Linked DNA regions of Sus scrofa: region 1 is linked to region 2. A link is a contact called in public HiChIP or PLAC-seq data. All regions are on one chromosome and are shown on one strand. Each heading gives the region's core, a stretch centred on a gene start, on an enhancer-like site or on the middle of the called end of the contact. The rest is flanking DNA. Distances are from core to core; before and after follow the strand shown. Region 1 holds the start of TMEM192 (transmembrane protein 192). Region 2 overlaps KLHL2 (kelch-like protein 2).

What was found. HiChIP or PLAC-seq counts read pairs in DNA pulled down with a chosen protein or histone mark.
Region 1: an H3K27ac HiChIP or PLAC-seq map of alveolar macrophages shows a contact between it and region 2. The contact joins the promoter of TMEM192 here to the enhancer-like site in region 2. A contact is called at or near these places in 2 of 5 promoter capture datasets (fetal liver and liver), 5 of 47 Hi-C or Micro-C datasets (blood, embryonic fibroblasts, fibroblasts and 2 more) and 1 of 2 datasets of contacts at active chromatin or transcription factors (alveolar macrophages).

What each region holds. Positions count from the first base shown.
Region 1 is chr8:43,959,387-43,962,086 of Sscrofa11.1, forward strand. TMEM192 (transmembrane protein 192) reads left to right here and starts at 1,284. Exons shown (of 6, transcript XM_003128993.5): 1 at 1,284-1,400. The coding sequence starts at 1,392.
Region 2 is chr8:43,801,859-43,804,558 of Sscrofa11.1, forward strand. All of the region lies in intron 4 of KLHL2 (kelch-like protein 2), which reads right to left. Among named protein-coding and RNA genes, the nearest start is that of MSMO1, 64 kb to the left of the region's middle. Within about 2 kb of position 1,258, at least 8 of the 83 cell types and tissues checked have an H3K27ac peak or open chromatin away from gene starts, as enhancers often do. A contact at or near this core is called in alveolar macrophages and retroperitoneal adipose tissue, where this site is marked.

The DNA of each region.
Region 1 (2,700 bases), core at 34-2,533, 160 kb after region 2:
AAACTCAGGAGATTTTAAAAATTTTTAAATTTTGTGAGATTTTCAAAGAGCAAGTGGAGAATTAGACTATCTTTTTCTTTGCTGATATTTAAATGATTTTATTTCACCAATGGTGTAAACAAGATTACACCAAAAACAATGTGCAAATAAGCATTAAAAAGTATGATAGTATTTGCTACTCTAGTATCAGCATTATCTGTGGGGACTGGTTATAAACAGAAAATTTTACTTTCCTTGTTGCTTAAGAATACTAGTGAATTTTCAGAAAATGTAATCGTTTCATTTTCAGTTCCGCTTAAAAACCCATAGATGAGTTATCCATGTGGCTCAGCTGCTTGAGAACCCGACTAGTATCCATGAGGATGTGGGTTCAATCCCTGGCTTCACTCAGCTGTGGCTTGGTTCTGGCATTGCTGTGGCTGTAGTGTAGGCTGGCAGCTGCTGCTCTGATTCAACCTCTAGCCTGGGAACTTACACCTGCTGCAGCTGCGGCCCTAAAAACAAACAAGCAAGCAAGCAAGCAAACAAACAAACAAACAAACCTGGAGAATTCCTTGGTGGCCTAGAGGGTTAAGGATCCACACTATCACTGCTATGGCTTGGGTGGCAACTGCAGCTCAGGATCAGTTCCTGACCCCGCCCCCCCAACTTCTGCAGACCAGTGGGCTACGCCAAAAATAACAAAAGCAAAACAAAAAAACACCCTCCCAAACCCATGACAGCCCTAAAAATTCCTTACTGCCTCATGTACTGGTGAAATCTGTTAAATGTATCACAGAAATCAGTCTTTATTCGCTTTGGCTCCCTCTGCTGGTGGAGTTCTGATCTATAAATGCGAACCTGGGATTCTACCGCTGGTTCTATGCACAGAGGTGTGCTGCAAGCGAAAATTAAGGAACACCAAGAAAACTTAATGTTCAAAGAAATGAGTGGTGGCCGAAAGTAGTTCAAACTCTGGGACTTGGAACGCATGCTTTAGTGCCCAATTCTCCTGCCAACCACGCACTGGACAAGAGATCGCAACCAAGGCACTCTCAGGCACCCAAGACCTCTCACCTGCACCAGCCTCCCTGGGCGGGTCTTCGGCGAGAGTCACGCCCCCTTCCGCCTCTGCCAATTGAAATCGAGGTGTCTGTGTCGCTGTCTCTGCATCTGCCAATTGGAAGCGAGGGGCGTGGCCAGTCATTCCGCTCCCTCTGCCAATAGAGAGTGAGGGGGCGGGTCCTGGAACGCTTCTGGAAGTGGGCCCTTGAGCGAAGCGCTGGAGCCCGCCCTCTGCGCCTCTGCCAATCGGGAGCGAGGTGCCGGTCCAGGGGCGGGTCCCGGAAGCAGGCACCGAGAGCAGGTTTGGAGGCCAGGCGGCGGGGCTGCGGCCTCCGGCGGCGGGCAGTATGGAGGATGTGAGTGTGCAGATGCAGGTGGCCGGCGGCCAGCCTGGAGCCTCTCTTTCGGTGCTGGGCGCGCTGGGCGGAGATGGGGGTGGGCGCAACATTGACTGGAGGGGCGTCTCCTGCGCGGGGCTGCCTGGGCCTGGGACCCTGGCAGGAGGCAAGCGGGAGTCCGCGGAGTACGCCTCGCGCCAGGCCGGCTTATTTAATGGGGGGAGGCTGGACGCTTAGCCCCGTACGGGTGCATCTTGGGTCCCAGAGCTGGAGCAGCCCGCGGTGCAGGTGTGGACCCGGGCGCAGAGCCGAGTTCTGCTCCTCGAGGCCCCAGGCCTTGGCCTGGAAGGCTGTGACCTGGACCGGCTTCGGCGTCCCACGGGCAGACCTGTCGCTGTCATCGCCCGGAAACCCACATTGGAGAAAAACAATGTCGAGATGTTTTGAATCATGGCATGGTAGGAATGAAGGGATTTTTAAATTTCTAAGTAGATGGATCCAAACCGGATTACTAAAAAAGCAGTGCCCTAGTTATAAGCAAAAATCTTTGCTTGAATGTATTAAAACATTTTTAGGGGAAGCGTGTATTTGTGTCCACAATTCCCTAGGTTGCCCATTGGCACAAAATAAATTATTGCCTAAGAGAAACGAAAAGTTGGCAGTTATATTAAAGCACTAATTTGGGTTAATAAATTAATAGAAATATTACTGTGATCCTACTACTGAATGAGGTGACTCCAGCAGGACACATGAAACACAGTTCCGGCCTCACAGGCCCCACAAGGCCTTAGATTCTTATGCAAATAATGACTGAAGTTCAGTTATCTTGACTGAATAAAAACCAGTTTCTCGTAATAAGACTTAAAAATTCAGTTTCAGTTGAGAAAATGAATGCTTACTGTAATTCCTGGAAATAGATTTGAGACATATATTTAAAGAAAAGTTCTTTGTTTCTAAATTTTTTAAGGATGAAATTCATGAACTGACAATGTATGGAGAATATGAGTTTCTGAGAGGAAAAGGAGAGACTCTTAGAAAAATATGTGCAGTAAATGCCTCTTGGTTGGTGCTAGGCTGCCCTAGGATTCTTGAATCTATAGCTTTTAGTTTTAGGATGCATGCAATCCTAGAAATTTGTTTCACCAAACATTGGAGAGTAATGTTTCACCAACAGCTATATAGCTAAATCACTTTAGATCTGAGAAGGTTGTCTGCTTTTGGTATTTTATGGATATGATTTCTACCACTCAGTAAAAAGCTAAAAACTGTGCTTTATCTTAGGCCCAGACACCTCAAAGCGGCAAAAGCTTTTTAGTTA
Region 2 (2,700 bases), core at 8-2,507:
AGACAAGTACACTCCTTCTGCTTGGCTATCAGGATCTGTAGTTTATTTTCAGCTTGGGCACTTACTCCACAGGGGGAAACAATTTATGTAGTAAATCTTTTATTTTTATTTATTTATTGTCTTTTTGCTATTTCTTGGACGGCTTCCGCGGCATATGGAGTTTCCCAGGCTAGGGGTCTAATCGGAGCTGTAGCCACCGGCCTACGGCAGAGCCAGAGCAACGTGGGATCCAAGCCTTGTCTGCGACCTACACCACAGCTCACGGCAACGTCAGATCCTTACCCCACCGAGCAAGGCCAGGGACCGAACCCGCAACCTCATGGTTTTAGTCGGATTCGTTAACCACTGCGCCACAACGGGAACTCCGTAAATCTTTTAAATCCTGAACCATTAGCAGTGTGTTTATTAGAATACACTACCAAGAGATCTGATTATTCCATAGACGTAAGATTTCCAGATGTCTAGGAAAACATGCAAAGACGATGCTTACAGTTCAGTCACTGTTAATATTACAGTCAGTGTACACCTAAAAAGCAGATTTTTATTCATTTACCAGCCATTTTATATTTGTATCAGAAGCGCTTGTTTATTTAAAGTGCCAGGAATGACATAAAAACAAACAAGGAAACAGCTGTCCAAAGGGCATGAGCGGAGGGTAGAAATAACCCCCAAACTTAAAGTAGCTATACATTGTTCAGACTAAAAATGTCTCATTATGAAACTTAACCTGTAACTTTCATTAGCACACATCTTCTAAAATCTACATTTGGGAGTTCCCTGGTGGCTCAGTGGCTAAGAGGCCAGCATTGTCACTGCAGTGGCTCGAAATACTGCTGTGGCACAGGTTTGATCCCTGGCCTGGGAACTTCTGTGTGCCATGGGCACGGCCAAAACAAATAAATTTTTAAAAAACCAATCTACATTTAAGTCCCCAATTTACAAATAAATCATGTTCCACAGTTTATTTTTTCAACTGGCTGCATGACACCCACTGCACATTTACTCATAGAGATGGTATTAAAAATATTAATAAGCCACAAAAGCAATGAACACAATAATACTACTTGACTGCTTAACTTCAGGGGGCAGTGGGTACAGGGAAGGAAGAAGAGCGTTTCCTTCCTCTTTCTGGGATGCAGGCCTGACCGGAGACAGAATTTTGACATAGGAAGTGTTTGTAACTGGCATCCTGCCCTCTCTCTGCTGTGCACCCAGCTGTGATTCTCCACCCAGATCTGCCTTTCCGGCTAAGTGATTCATCATCTAAATACATCTACTCCCCTCCTCCTTCCAACACACTCCAACTCAAGCTCCACCCCTCAAGATAGGTACTGCCAGCAGGGTCAAAAGGAAAGCCATCTCGGGAGTTCCATTTGTGGCTTATCAGGTTAAGAACCTGACTAGGATCCATGAGGATTCAGGTTTGATACCTGGCCTTGCTCAGTGGGTTACAGGATCCAGCATCACACAGTGTAGGTTGCAGATGTGGCTTGGAACTGGTGTGGTTATGGCATAGGACCGCAGCTGCAGCTCTGATTTGACCACTAGCCTAGGAATTTCCATATACTGCAAGTTCAACCGCCCAAAAAAACCCATCTTATTAATTCATATTAATAATTAATAACACAACACTTATCCAGGACAAATCCCTTCCAGAAGTATTTAAAGTTTTAAGAAAGGCTTTTAAGCAGAATACATCTGTAACTGATGTCATTTCCAATGATATATAAATGCAGGGGAAAGGCGAAGGTGTCATGGAAAGAAGAAAATGAGGGTGTATGGTCTTCAGGCATACCTCCCCCATACCACCCTTTTTTACAGCTGTTTCTTCCATTATTTTTAACCCAAGATTTCTCTAAAATCTCCAACTCTGGATAGATGTCCAGGAGTGGGATTGCTGGATCAAATGGTCACTCTATTTTCAGTTTTCTGAGGAATCTCTATACTGTTTTCCACAGTGTTTGCACCAAGTTACATTCCCACCAACAGTGTAATAGGGTTCCCTCTTCACACCCTCTCTATGATTTACTGTTCACAGACTTTTTGATGATGGCCATTCTGGCTGGTGTAAGGTGGTAACTCAGAGTGGTTTTTATTTGCATTTCTCTAATGATTAGTGATGCTGAACATCTTTTCATGTGTTTTTTGGCCATCTGTATGTTCTTTGGAGATCTTCTGCCCATTTTTTTGATGGGGTTGTTTTTTTTGGTATTGAGCTGCAGGAGGTGTTTATAAATTTTGGAGATTAACCATGTGTCAGTCACTTCATTTGCAAATATTTTCTCCCATTCTGTGGGTTGTCTTTTTGTTTTGTTTAGGGTTTCCTCTGCTGTGTAGAAACTTTTAAGTTTAATTAAGTCCCATTTGTTTATTTTTGGTTTTACTGTCATTACTCAAGGAGGTAGATCTGAGAAGACATTGCTGTGGTTCATGTTGGAGAGTGTTTGGCCTACGTTTTCCTCTAAGAGTTTTATAGTATCTATCTGGTCTTATATTTAGGTCTTTAATCAATTTTGAGTTTATTTTTGTGTATGGTGTTAGGAAGTGTTCTAATTTCAGTCTTTTACATGTGGCTGTCCAGTTTTCCCAGCATCCAGCAATCCCACTCCTGGGCATCTATCCAGAGAAAACCATGACTCAAAAAGATATGTGTACTCTGATGTTCATTGCAGCACTATACACAATAGCCAAGACATGGAA